Regions from separate parts of the Oryctolagus cuniculus genome. Here region 2 is linked to region 1. A link is a contact called in public Micro-C data. All regions are on one chromosome and are shown on one strand. Each heading gives the region's core, a stretch centred on a gene start, on an enhancer-like site or on the middle of the called end of the contact. The rest is flanking DNA. Distances are from core to core; before and after follow the strand shown.

Region 1 (7,431 bases), core at 852-3,351:
TGAACTTCAACACAGAATGTGGGCGGCCCAAGAAGCAGCTAAGCCCGCTGCACCACTCGCTTGTGCCTAAATTATCTTCAGAATTATCTCCCCACTCCTGGAAGTGTGCTCCCTGGCAGCACCCCCCCCCCAGGGATCAGCTTTAGGGTCCCACTTCAACACTACAAGGCCCTGAGTGATTTATACACGCTGAGTTCAAAAGGCGTCACAGCAACAGTCGCGTCCTTTCGGCAGGATGAGCTGCGTTTTATTTAAAGGGGTCAGTAGTCGAGGCTTGAAAAACCTTTGATTAGAGTGAAACCATTACCTGTAATTGTAATGGGATTTGACCTGTATGTTTTTAACTTCAGGTGAAATTATTAATTACAGAGTAATTTGGCCTGCTGGGCTAACCACAGAACACAGAAATTAGTCATAAAAATGTGATTAGAGACAATTGAGCAGTATGTCAGTAAGAACCACGAGAATTCATATTTGTTCCTTCTTGCCTAGAACAGGCTTGGAATGACCTAGGTGGCCAATATTTCCTGAATGAATCAAATGAATAAATTTTTAAAAATCAAAGATACTATGGACTGTAATCAATCTTGGGGTTATCTGGCCCAACTACCTCATTTTAAAGATGAACAAACTAGAAATACTGAGAGGTGCAACAGCGACAAAGCTTAAAGAGCTACAGTACCCTGGAGCTCACAGCTTCCCTTTTTGTCCCTTTGGCAGGAATGTGTTAAAGGAGATTCGAGGTTTCAAAGAAGCGCTAGGGAGAAAAAGTACTTGGGACCAGAAGAAACTTGCAAGAGTCAATGAGCCTGGGCTAAGCTGTTTTCGTAAGCCTAATAAATGTTTGAAAGGCCAATTAATTCATCAATTTAATCTGCCGAAAAATTAATCTGAATGGTTCTCAGCAAAAAGAAACACGAGCTGCATGACAATGTTACAAACGGAGGGAGCCGGCACAGAACTAACCGAAATCTCCACGGGCTTATTTCCTGTTGAAGTATGACCTCCTGGGGTAAGTTTTACTGCAGTATTCATTACCAGATGACTTTTGGTTTTAAGAGAAGCCAAGGGCAAGTTGGAAATGCGATTCTTAACTAAACATTAAAAAAAAGAAGAAGAACGAAGCAAAGAACTTGCGGCTGTTTCCCATTTCTGTTTGTAATCAGAATGCTGGCTTGCGGAGCAAATGCAGCAACCTCTGTAAGCAAAAAAATGTAACAACCCAGTCACGTCCTCAAAACACATCCACACACAAACTTCGCAGCCGGATCCAGCTGTGCTGCAAGGGAGCCAGGAATTTATTCTAAGACAGAGGACAGAGCTCAAAACCGAGAACGCAAGACGAGCCAGATTTCAATCACGAAAAGGGTGTGCCCCAGGCTTTTTGCTTTCTCCCTCCTTCCAACTTTCAACCAACCGCAGCCTTTGAAGGAGTCTTGGGGAGAAACCCTTTTAAGACGATTGTCCCTCGAGAAACGCCTGGGCCGGCGGGAAGGGGCGAGTGGGGCACGGTAGGGCGCAAGGAGCTTCCCGGCCAGCGCAGGGCAGGGCAGGGCAGGGCCGGTCCCGAACCCGGGGAGGCTGGGCCCCGAGTGATTCATCCTCGTCTGGGTTCGCGCGCCTCGATCTGCAGGCAACGCCCGGCGCGCCCCCTCGGCCCCAACCCGGGCTGGTTCGCCCGAAGCGGCCCCCTGCTCCGGGAGAGGGGCCAGTAGGAAAGCTGACCGCAGCCGGACGGCTGGGAGGCTGCACCCTCTCTGTCTTCAGCCACCATGGCCGGTGTGACTCCCTGGCCGCGCCTTCAGACGGACTTCCTGGAAAGCACCGTGCTGAGCTTACCTGACGCGCCGCTGCGGCCACCGACCTCCTTCACGGACCCGCGGGAACTGCCGGCAGCCAGCCGCCGCTCGGTTCCCAGCAACGGCCGGTCCGCCTGCGTCCGCCTCCCAGGGAGTTGCCGGATCCAGCCGCCAGCGGCTCCCCCACTACGACCGCACTGTCGGTGCCGCTGACTCCCCCTCCGCCGCCGCGCCGCGCATGCGTGAGACAATGGCGCGCGGCAGCCTGGGAATTGTAGTTCGAGAGAGGCAGGCGCGGCGGCCCGCCAACCCGGCTCTTTGACAATGGCAGGACGTCGGAAGAGGCTGCAGTTGGCTAGCCTCTGCTCTGCCTGAGATCACGGCTCTCCGCTGGTGGAAACACCTACCCTCGACGCTCTGGAAGCAAGAAACGGCGTCCAGAAGCTCCTTGGTATAGAACTTTGACCTTTTGTAAAGAGGCACGCAGGGCAGGGTTTGTATTGGCCCCTTGCTTACTAATACGAGGATATGACATCAGCCCTTTAAACTTGCCACGAAAGACAGAGAAAGGCAAACACATAAAAATCTAAGGCCAAAGATCCAAGAGGGTCATAACTTAAGGGATGGGGATGTCCCTGTCTCCTCTGCCTGTTTCTGCCCCGTCCTACCCTCCCATCCCAACTTCCAGCTCAGCACCTACAGTGGAACTGGTCTGATGTGGGTGGGAAGGAGAAAATAGAAGTGGTTGTTCAGGGGGACCGGCTGGTCTTGGGGTGGGGGCGCGGCAGGAGCAGGGGGGGGCGCGGGGATGGGGTGGAGAGAGACAAAAGGAATGGGAACCCCTCAGGGACACCTGCCCGGTAGCCCAAGCAGTGGCTTCCTTTGCGCAGGCTCTGGGAGGGAACAGCGCCATCCTTCCATTCCTTCATCTAAACTCCTCGCTGGGAATCTTCCTGGTCAGGAGTAGACCATCCCTAGCAGCAGTGCTCAGCTTTGGTGCACCTTCCAAAAATGCAGCAAGCAAGCAGAATGCAGTGCCTGCCTGAGGTACATTCCAGCTACACCCAGCAAGGGAGCCGCCCAGCAGTTAAACCTCTCCTGGCATGTACCTCTTCCCCTCCGAGCAGGGAGCACCCTTGGTAGAGTAAACACCCTGGAATTTCACGCAATTTTTACCCACTAATTCCAGCAATGAAGATCATTGGTGATTTGGGTTTTTAAGGAAAAAAAATCCTTTTAAAAATATAAATACTTGTGTGCTCTTTAAAGACAATGTTAATTCTATGACCATTGCATTTTGTTTCCTATAGCATCTTAGAGTGCATCAGTGTCTCAAATATTCCTGGAGATAATGGCTTTCTGAGAGCCATTTTCTACAGAACTGATGTTCGGTGACTATTTATTGAATACTTCATACATACCAAGCATCGTGCCAGCACTTCATTTGCTATCTCATCCAATCCTCAAACCAACCTTAAAAAGAATAAATGGGTGTCTGAAGAAACTAAGACTTGGAAAACTTGAGTAATTGGCACAAAGTCCTACAGCTTGTAAATGGAGATTCAGAAATGAAGGCCAGGCATCTTGACTTGAATTCCAGCGTTTTCTATTCCTGATGAGACGAATGTGTCTCCTAAATCCTATCAAATTCTTTAAAGTAAGACCATCTGTGACATGTCCCAGGAACATGAAAAAACCTAACACACCTGGCAGAGAGGATACTCTGAATGGGTGAGTTGACAGTTCCATATTTTACTGTAAGTTTGTATCTAACTTATTCTGCTTTACCAGCAAGTTTCTTGCAAATCCGTACTGTACCTCTGTGACATCACTCCTGGGGACACTGACAAAGTGGGTCCCCTTAAGTCAGGCAAAGGTCCATGGCCATCCTGGTGCAGTTTATTGCAAGGATGTTCCTTTGTGACATGGCTTCTTTTACTTTGCTTTTAAGTCAGTGTCTGACTGATATTAATCTATGACACCCCCCACCCTGATTTTCCAATACACAATGGTAGGCATCTATTTTAGCTATTAATTTTTTTTTTTTTGACAGGCAGAGTGGACAGTGAGAGAGACAGAGAGAAAGGTCTTCCTTTTCTGTTGGTTCACCCTCCAATGGCCGCTGTGGCCAGCGTACCGCGCTGATCCGAAGCCAGGAGCCAGGTGCTTCCTCCTGGTCTCCCATGCGGGTGCAGGGCCCAAGCACTTGGGCCATCCTCCACTGCACTCCCGGGGCACAGCAGAGAGCTGGACAGGAAGAGGAGCAACCGGGACAGAATCCGGCACCCCAACCAGGACTAGAACCTGGTGTGCCGGTGCCGCAGGCGGAGGATTAGCCTAGAGAGCCGTGGCGCCAGCCCTTTAGCTATTAATTTTTAACAAGTGTAAGCATCTTATTTTAGTTCCTTTTTTCTAAAATAAAGCAATTTAATGATGGATTTTCTACCTTTCTTTAGACAAATGTCATCCTATTATAGTCACAATGTTTTCAAACATGATCTCCTAAAACAGTGTACATTAAATTCCACCTAAGGGGTGAGAGGCATTCAGAATATCATCCTAGTCTTATCTGTTAAAAAAAAAAAAAAAAAAGGAAGAAAGAAAGAAAAAAGAAAAAGGAGCCAGTACTGTGCTGCAACAGGTTAAAGCCATGGCCTGCAGCACTGGTATCACATATGGACACTGGTTCGAGTCCTGGCTGCTCCACTTCCAATCCAACTCCCTGCTAATGTACCTAGGAAAGCAGCAGGATGGCCCAAGTGCTTGGGCCCCTACACCCATGTGGGACATCCGGAAGAAGCTCTTGGCTCCTGGCTTCAGATTGGCTCAGCTCTGGCTATTCTGGCCATCTAGGGAGTGAACCAGCGGATGGAAGACCTCTCTCTGTCTCTATCTCTCTCTGTAACTCCGCCTTTCAAATAAATAAATCTTTAAAAGAAAAAAAAATGTCACCATGTACTCTTCCTCCCACCAAGAGAAAAAGTGTTCCAAACAGAGGCTGGTCCCTCTGCCTGGGTGCTGGGAGAAATCACATGGTCAGAGCCGCAGCCAAACACAGGAGCTGACATGATGACATAATGCAATGTAGGCACAAAGTGAACAGACTGTTTGTTTTGTCAAAGGCTTACCTAGTAAAGGTTGACTGCTATGGAACGCTCCAAAATGCAGGTGCCCTGGTACCTCTGCCATCTTCTACTTTAATCCCACATCAAGTAATGGCAAACAGTTGCAGTTCAATATGCTAAAGGGAACAAATCTGAGACTTTTACGTAAAACATCTAAATAAAGGACAGAGTGTGGTCCTTGTTAGTTTTCAGGGCTTGCCTAGAGTGAAAGTGATTGATAAAACATACTCCAACTCAACAATGTATGACAAGCCCTGATTAGTGTTATCTTTGCATTTCCAGCCAGAGTAACTCATAAAGCACGTGTCACAATGAATCATCATACGCAAATTAATACCAGTGGCAATGTTCTTGTTATCAAAATGTCCCTTTAGGAAATAGTTTCCTTGGTATACATAAGCATTTTAAAAAATGTATATCCTAAAGGACAATTCAGAAAATGTAAGCTAAACATGCAAACTTAAAACTGAAAGGTAGGGATTTCATTCTGGGAGCTTGGAGCTGGTTAAATAGCAGAAGGTAGGAACCAGAGAAGACAAAAGCCAGGGCTGGGTGCACACAGCTTTAGAGAAAGGATTCAAGCAAATTCTTCAGCCTGCAATGTCCTTCCCCGTCATCCCACCTCTGCCTGGTAGAAGCCTCCTATTTCACTACCATTTCAAATACCCATTCCTCACTTAAACTTCGCTAACGCCATCATCTGGAATTAATGCTGCCTTTCTCATATTTTTCATACGGCATTATGCCTCCATCAGAGGTTCACTTACTGCACATTTCAGTTGAATACCAAAGGTGAAGAACTGAAATCACTCTTCATCTGAAGTCAAGGCTGATGATAATCACCACTATCAAAAAATGAGCTTCTGGGATACACATACCTAAAATTGTACCTCCAGATTTTAATTATAAGGTTAGCATTGTTGCTTAAAGTGTTAGTTCTAAAATTATGATGTTTAATACTGGAACAATAATTTCCCAGTGCTATCAGTTGTTAGATTCTCTCAGTCTAAACTTCAGCTCAGGTGAGTGGATGAACATGACCTTGTCCTAAATGGAGTTAACTAAGAATGAAACTCAGATTTTTATATGCTAAATACTAGATATATCAAATAGACCAGACAGAGCTATACTGTGATGTAACTACCACTTTTCCTACCTTGATGTATTTAAATTTTTATAAACATTTCTTGGCTTAAAAACAATATACTGTTCTTCCTAAGCTATCTAGTTAATACTCCCTTGATATATTTGTAGTAGTTGTCAACCTATGTCCCTACTGATCTACTTGCAAGTTCTTAATAATTGTTTGTCATTTTTTTAAACATAAAACTGTACACAGCAATCATTAAAGCATTTCACTCATCCAACAATTAATATACACTTATACTTTGATGGAATGTCAACAAATTAGACAGTCTTCACTCAAGTTTCATCAATAATACTGCTTGCATCTGAAAAGTGAATAATTGTATTAGATCATTGTTTTAACTAAAACAGCTGTCAGGAGCTTCTTTGGGAAAGAAAAGGCTTCATTCAATTTACAGTTTGGAGATTACAGTTCAGGAGTGGCTGACTCCATAGTTCAGTGCCTGAGGAGACTGGTCATGGCAGGTGCACAGGCACCATCACATGGTGAGCCCGGGAAGCAGGGAGACAGGGCCTGGACAAAACTGGAACTCCAAACAGTCAGCCTCTCCTGAGAACCACCCTCTGAGGGCCAATGACCACTAGGCCCACCTCCTAGTCGCCACAATTAAATCAACGTCTCCACCCTTAATCCATCAACCATTCACACTAAGACATCAGAATTTAAACATCTGCATGAATTTTGAGGAGACGAGTCCTGCTGTACCCTAATATTGTATAATAACAAATTTAAATGATATACTTTGTATCTGTGACACTGTTGATTGGTACCACATAAGAATAACTTTTATGAACACATATCACCAACTAAGACAAACTTCAAAGATGGAAGAAGTAATATTAGATATTCCAAAAGCTTGGGCCCAAAATCAAGGCCAAGTAAATTTCTGGCTAAATAACAAGACTCTATCATCATATAAGACAGAGTTAGTAAAAAAAAAAAAAAAAAGTTAGTTTTAGGCAGTTTTAGTTTTAGTTTAGTGCACTTTCCACTTCTCATTCACCTAAGACTTTAGACAATGAAAACTCCAAAGGCCTCATCTACGCAGATAACAATTTTTATTTTATTCTGTTCCATCTTTTTTTTTTTTTTTTTTTTTTTTTTTTTTAGTTATTTTGTCCTTACTCTTGAGATTTCCTATCATTTTCTCCAAGTGACTCTGCACTGGCCCTGAGAGACCACTTGTTCATGTCCATGTGCTTACGAACCTCTCCAGTGGGTAATATACTCTTCAAAAATTTTGCTCAGGACTGCTAAGTCCAGTACTCTACAGTCTGTAGAATCCCCTCCCTTGCCACCATCACCCTTTTGAGTCCTGCACCTGCCTGATTTTCCTTCATTACCTCCTTTCTTAGGTGGG
Region 2 (6,784 bases), core at 1,514-4,013, 42 kb before region 1:
CCAGTTCAAGTCTCAGCTGCTCTACTTCTGATCTAGCTCTCTGCTAATGCATCTGGGAAAGCATTTGGGCCCTTGGACTCACATGGCAGACCTGGATGAGTACCTGGTTCTTGGCCTGGGCCTGTCCCAGCCTTGGTCATTGTAGCCATTTACAGAGTGAACTAGCGGGCAGAAGATGGCTGGCTGGCTGACTTGCTCTCTCTCACTATGCCTTTCAAATATATAAATCTCAAAAAAAGAAAGAAACTGTTTCCAAGGAACTGTACTGTTGTCCCAGAATGAAACTCAGGAATATTTATGGGAATACCAATATATCCATCACCCAAAAGTCAAAATGTCTGCTACCCAATAAAAAATTACCTGACTCTAAACACAGATGATAAACCAGCAGGCAAGGACATTAAAACAATTGTTGGGCCGGCGCCGCGGCTCACTAGACTAATCCTCCGCCTTGCAGCGCCGGCACACCAGGTTCTAGTCCCGGTCGGGGCGCCGGATTCTGTCCCGGTTGCCCCTCTTCCAGGCCAGCTCTCTGCTGTGGCCAGGGAGTGCAGTGGAGGATGGCCCAAGTGCTTGGGCCCTGCACCCCATGGGAGACCAGGAGAAGCACTTGGCTCCTGCCTTCGGATCAGCGTGGTGCGCCGGTTGCAGCGCGCCGGCCACGGTGGCCATTGGAGGGTGAACCAACGGCAAAGGAAGACCTTTCTCTCTGTCTCTCTCTCACTGTCCACTCTGCCTGTCAAAAAAAATAAAAAAACAATTGTTGTATGTTCAAGTATTTAAATAGAGACTATTTTTTAATATTTATTTTCATCTTTTTGAAAGGCAGAGTGATACAGAGAAAGAGAAAGAGAGAAATATCTTCCATCTGCTGGTTCATTTCCCAAATGCCCGAAAATAAAGTCTGGGCCAGGCTACAGACAGAAACTACATCCAGGTCTCTCATGTGAATAGGCAGCAGGGGCCCAAGCACTTGGACCACCATTTGCTGCCTTCTCCAGCAGGGAGCTGGATCAGAAATGGAGCAGCCAGCGTTGAACCAGCACTCTGATACGGAACCCAGGCATTGTAAACAGCAACCTAAATCACTGCCACAATGTCCACCCTCAAAGATTTTTTTTTTTTTTTTTTTTACAGGCAGAGTGGACAGTGAGAGAGAGAGACAGAGAGAAAGGTCTTCCTTTGCTGTTGGTTCACCCTCCAATGGCCGCCGCGGCCAGCGCACCGCGCTGATCCGATGGCAGGAGCCAGGTACTTCTCCTGGTCTCCCATGCGGGTGCAGGGCCCAAGCACTTGGGCCATCCTCCACTGCACTCCCTGGCCACAGCAGAGAGCTGGCCTGGAAGAGGGGCAACCGGGACAGAATCTGGCGCCCCGACCGGGACTAGAACCTGGTGTGCCGGCACCGCAAGGTGGAGGATTAGCCTAGTGAGCCGCGGTGCCGGCCTAAAGATTTTTTTAAAAGAGGAAAAAAAGGAACAAAGAACATGAGACAAATAGGAAAGACATACCATGTTAACATTTATCAAAAGAAAGCAAGATTGGCTTTAATATCAAAGTAGATCTTAGACCAATGAATATTACCAGGGATAAAAAAGGTCATTTCATAAAAACAAAGATAATTCATCAAGAGGACACAATAATCCTTTAAAACGCTAATAAGAGAGCCTCACAGCATACAATTCTGAAACAATTCAAAGCAGGACTCTATGGTATGTAAATCATATACAGAAATGCTGGAGGGAAAGGACTATTCAAAGTGAGTATGGCTAACCAGGGAGTTTCCCATAAAACAGGGTCTTAACACAAGTGACAGAGTATTCATCTGGGTAACTCCTCACCCAAAAGGGGTAAAGAGTGAATTACCTGGGGCCTCTGTGTGGCACAGCAGGCAAAGCTGCTGCCTGCAAGGCCGGCATCCCACATGGATGTGCTTTGTGTCCTGGCTGTTCCACTTCCAATCCCACTCCCTGCTAACAGCTAAGAAAAGCAGTGGAAGACAGTCCATGTGCTTGGACCCCTGCCACTCATCTGGGAGACCTGGATGAAGCTTCTGGTTTTAGCCGGGCCCAGCCCTGGTTATTGTAGCCATCTGGGAATGAACCCAGAACTCTGTTTGTCCCTCTCTCTCTGCAACTCTTTCAAATAAATAAATAAATCTTTTAAATTTATTTTTAAAAAGTGAATTATTCAAAAGCCATAGCGTACTATCTAAAAAGGAGATGCTAACATCTGCATGGCTAATTTAAGCAGTCCATTTCAATTATCTGCTTCAGTGCTTGGGGAAACCATTTTTCAGAGGTATACAAGGAACATTCAGGACTCATAAATATAACCAAAAATATAAGAGCCAATTTTTATTTAGAATTTAGTGGAAACCAAATGCTTACTGGCAGTTAGGTAATACTGATTTAGGCAGTTTCTAATCATGATCTTTCTGGCTTAATAAAGCATCATTGAAGAAATCATGCATTCATACGTAAGGTGCGGGAGACTCTTTTAGAACAAGAGTGACTACCAGAAGATTTCTGGAATGTGAAGGTAATTGTAAAAAAGTAAATTGGAAAGCCTATGAGAAGTTCTCAGTTAAAGGCAATCTGGTTAAACTCACCTTTAAAAAAGGGTAGGGCATGCAGGATTCTTGGCAATGAACCCAGGGACATTCCATTTTCAGGGTGGGGAAGGTAAAAACAGCACAAAGAAAAGTCTAGAAGTTTAGATGGCTCTACTCCAAGATCCAAGAAGGAGAACAGTGCTCTGTGAGGAAGGGAGGGGCCCAGCCTGGGTGAGTCAGTAGTTCAAATGGGTTAGATGGCACACCTATGCATACACACTGCCTAACATGCAGCCATGCCTGGTCTATCTGTGAAATAAGAGGCACTGGAAAAAAAATCTTAGTCTAGGTGAAGATGAAGTATGATGGGGAGGAACAGTGTGGAGGAGTTCCAGACAAGCAAAGTGAAGCAAAACAAATCAAGAGGTACTAAGAAATATTAAAGGCTGGGCAAACATTTGTCCCAGTGACAAACTCATGGCAAAATGATGCCTTATCTCTGATACAGAATGCTCATGACATGTAAAAACAGGATTATAATCAGCTACACAGTCAGCACCATGTGCATTTTTACTGTTCTCAGGACCAAGAAAGATCTGATGAATATTCTCCTTCACCCTTGTCTGGTCTACGTCTCAGTCATACATTTCGCAAAATTTCAAAGAGAAACAGGTAAAAAGCTGCACTTTTCCAACACTTTAACATTATATCTTCAAGTAAGAGGATCATACTATATATTGAAATTGTATTGTTTTACTTTTATTAGTTTCTCAAATTTTAAAAACAGTAGACTCGTAAGACATCTTATGGATCTTGATCCATAAGATCACTTGATAGTATGATGCCACTCCTACCATGAGCTTATGTAATTAAGATGAATTTAACATTTTTGTAGTAAAGACACCATTTGCAATGCCTACATCCCTTGTTGGAGTGCAGGTTCAAGTTCCAGATGCTCTGCTGACAATCCAGCTTCCTGCAAATGTACCCTAGGAGGCAGCAGACAGCTGACAGCTCAAGTACTTTGGATCCTGCTACCCAACTGGAAGACCTGGGTTGAATTCCAGGTTCCTGGCTTTGGCCTAGCCCAGCCTTGCCTATTGCAGGATCCTATACATAATAACTTCTAAGTGTCCTTGGCCTATCAGTTTTTTAAAATCATTTCTGAGACAATCTAAAGAAAAACTGACATGAATATATTGTTTTTGTTTTTGCCCAAAAGAAAAAAATCCCAAAATGTCCAATTTTCAGTTTTATGGGAGATGGAGTTCTGGGCTCCTGGGTGGAAGATCTCTAACTGCCTTTCAAATAAAATAAAATAATTTTTAAATAAAAATTTTTAAAAAATTACAATGTGATTTTGGCATATAATCTGGAAGGAGTTCAAGGAACTTGGTGATATTACTGTAACATTCTCTGGTTCAGAAAACTCAAACTGCCATCAAGTACTGAATTCTAGGGCCAGTAATCTTGTATGAAAATCATTTAGTTTAGAGATCAATACACATATCATTAATTCTAAATTGCCCAATACATCAAAAAAGTTAAATGTTTCTGTTTATCTACCAAGGTAGATTTGCGAACTGTTTTATGAAAAACTAGGAGGACCTCTACTATATGGACAAATATTCTCAATCTGAAAGTCTGTTTTCTCCAAAATAAGCTATTAAGTAAAAATGTGGGAAACAATCCAGGTGATCAGGACAAAGAGTCATGGGCAAGGCATCTTATGAAAATAAGCTTTCAGATTTTTGAAGTAAAGGAAAGGTTTCACATTTATCATGAAGAGGCATACAAGGAACAAGAATGCCAATAAGATGTAGCTGGATTAATCCAAGGATCTCCTACGTGATCAGGATACTGGAGATAAGATGTAAGAAAGCAATGCATATTAGAGACCAAGGATAACAAAACTGATTTAAGGACGAGAGTCTAGGGTGGATTTGAGAATACTGCAGCTGCTTTTTTACTTTATTTCAAAGCAGAGCTCTCTATAGCCAAGTTCCTCAATTTCTCAAGAGGAATTTGTTCCTCTTCAGGTCTATGGCATTGTGATATGGCTTATAAAGTTGACTCTGTCCGGTTTGGTAGCATTTGCTTTCATCAGATGGATTGCTGAAACTCATGTCTGTGGTTCTGGGCTGGTCCTCCATGCCAGAATGGCCATCTCTTGTTTGGTAATAATCACTCATCTGACCCTTCACAGTGATTTCATTGTACCTATTAACAAGTCTGGTCCTCACATGACAGCAAAGCAAATGCCCAAACCATATGATTTCATTATTATATAACGTTCAAGGCAGGCATAATTCATCTACTATATTAGAAACTATGTTGGTGGTTATCTTTGAAAAAGGAAAGGAAAAAGGAATTGGCGTGAATTGAGGTGTTCTAGAGATGCAGATGTTTTGACTGGAGAGCTGATTACAAAACTATGTTCACTTCATAGTTTGTCATGTACTTACCACTTGTGCATTTTCTATAGGAAATAAAAATGGCATGGTCTTTTTTAAAAATATCTTATTTATTTATTTCAAAGGTAGAATTACAGAGAGGCAGAGGCAGAGAGAGAGAAAGAGAGAGATCTTCCATCACTCCCCAATGGTGGAAATGGCTGGAGCTTCGCTGATCCGAATCTAGGAGCCAGGAGCTTCTTCCAGGTCTCCCAAGTGGGTGCATGGGCCCAAGGACTTGAGCCATCCTCTACTGCTTTCCCAGGCCATAGCAGAGCGCTGGATGGGAAGTGGAGCAGCCAGGACTCAAACCAGTGCCCATATGGGATGCTAGCACTGCAGGCAGCAGCTTTACCCGCTACGCCACAGCATGTGCCCCATGGCATGGTCTTAAACATCATACTACCCAGAAACAGTACTTAGCAGGTAAACATAGCTAAAATGCATGTAGTAAAAATACTGAATGTGTTATAAAATGAAAAACTACTGTCCATGAATGAAAAATTATTTCTTTTATAACTACTCCATTTATTTCTTATCCACCTAAAACTTAAATAAGACACTCATATTCTCTACTGCAGTACCTGGGTTTAATTTCCATCTATTCCACTTCCAATCCAGCTTTCTGCTAATTCATACCCAGGGAGACCAGATGATAGCTCAAATACTTGGGTTCCTACTACCCATGTGGGAGAACTGGACTTCTGGGCTCCTGGCTTTGGCCTGGCCCATCCCCAGGTGTTACAGGCATTTGGGGAGTGAACCAGCAGATGGAAGCTGTCTCTTTCTGTCTCCTTGCCTTTCAAGTAAAGAGAAAATAAATAAATAATTTAAATATAATAATAAATCCAAGGACTCTGAGTAAAGCAGATAATCTTCCAAAACACAGGTGGGCCTCATTCAATGAGGTACAATTCTGGGTAGAATAGTCTGATCTTACCTACCATGTAAGAAAAAATTCTGTCAGTTGACTGCCTTTAGACATGAACTGTAGCTCTCCACTGGGCTTCCAGCCTGCTGGATTTTATATTTTTATCTAAAGCCTTCATGGCTATGAGAGCCAATTCTTTAACTTAATCTCAATCTCAATCTCTCTCTCTTCACATCCTGCTAGTTCTGTTCCTCTGGAGAAACCTAACGACAAGTAGCAGAGGCAGTGATCCTCAACCACACATGAAGGGGAGTTAGAATCTAAGCAAGGAGCACAGGAGCTGCAGTGATAAATACTTCTGAAAAAGCCTGATGCAGACCTGTGCATTACTGACCAACAATCAGCCTTGGCATGGCTCCAGAATGAAATGAGAATTTTCCAGCTTCCCTTGCAGCTAAAGAGTGGCTACTGCAACACAGTGCTGGTCAAATTCTTGAGAAGAACTTCTTTCCCAAATAAGAAGCCAAAGTCTCAAAAGGAGAATGAAGACACTGCACTCCAATCCACTTTTCCTGCCTAGAACACTGTAATTCAGATGTAAAAACAGGGCCTGGAAGAGCTGGTGTGTGGCTGTGTTACTGCTTGCCACCACTTGCCAGGACTTGTACCTCTCATCCCAAACAAGACTACAGGCAAAAGTTGGCTTTCTAGGTCAACCTGTATTCTGCCCAGTTATGAAAGTGGAGGGACTGACACTGTAAGTCACATACAGAATTTTCAAAAATAGAGCTGTGTTCAGTCTGCACTGAGGATATGTAAGATCAGACACTGTAATGGGTGGGGCTTGGACTAAAAACAATTCCTGAAAGCAATGATCAGGAAGCACTAGCGATTACAATCATGAAT

The links. Hi-C and Micro-C count contacts between places; a contact is called where the count stands out from the background.
Region 2: a Micro-C map of ear pinna shows a contact between it and region 1, with 2.1 times the contacts expected there. The contact joins the enhancer-like site here to the promoter of TMOD3 in region 1. A contact is called at or near these places in 2 of 6 Hi-C or Micro-C datasets (ear pinna and psoas muscle).

Annotation. Positions count from the first base shown.
Region 1 is chr12:74,525,568-74,532,998 of mOryCun1.1, reverse strand. It overlaps TMOD3 (tropomodulin 3), which reads right to left and starts at 2,101. Exons shown (of 11, transcript XM_008268998.4): 1 at 1,840-2,101. LOC108178256 (a long non-coding RNA gene) reads left to right here and starts at 2,111. Exons shown (of 3, transcript XR_001794987.3): 1 at 2,111-2,250; 2 at 3,110-3,530.
Region 2 is chr12:74,568,455-74,575,238 of mOryCun1.1, reverse strand. The region is part of intron 4 of TMOD3 (tropomodulin 3); the gene reads right to left. Among named protein-coding and RNA genes, the nearest start is that of TMOD3, 41 kb to the right of the region's middle. Within about 2 kb of position 2,763, at least 2 of the 8 cell types and tissues checked have an H3K27ac peak or open chromatin away from gene starts, as enhancers often do. A contact at or near this core is called in ear pinna, where this site is marked.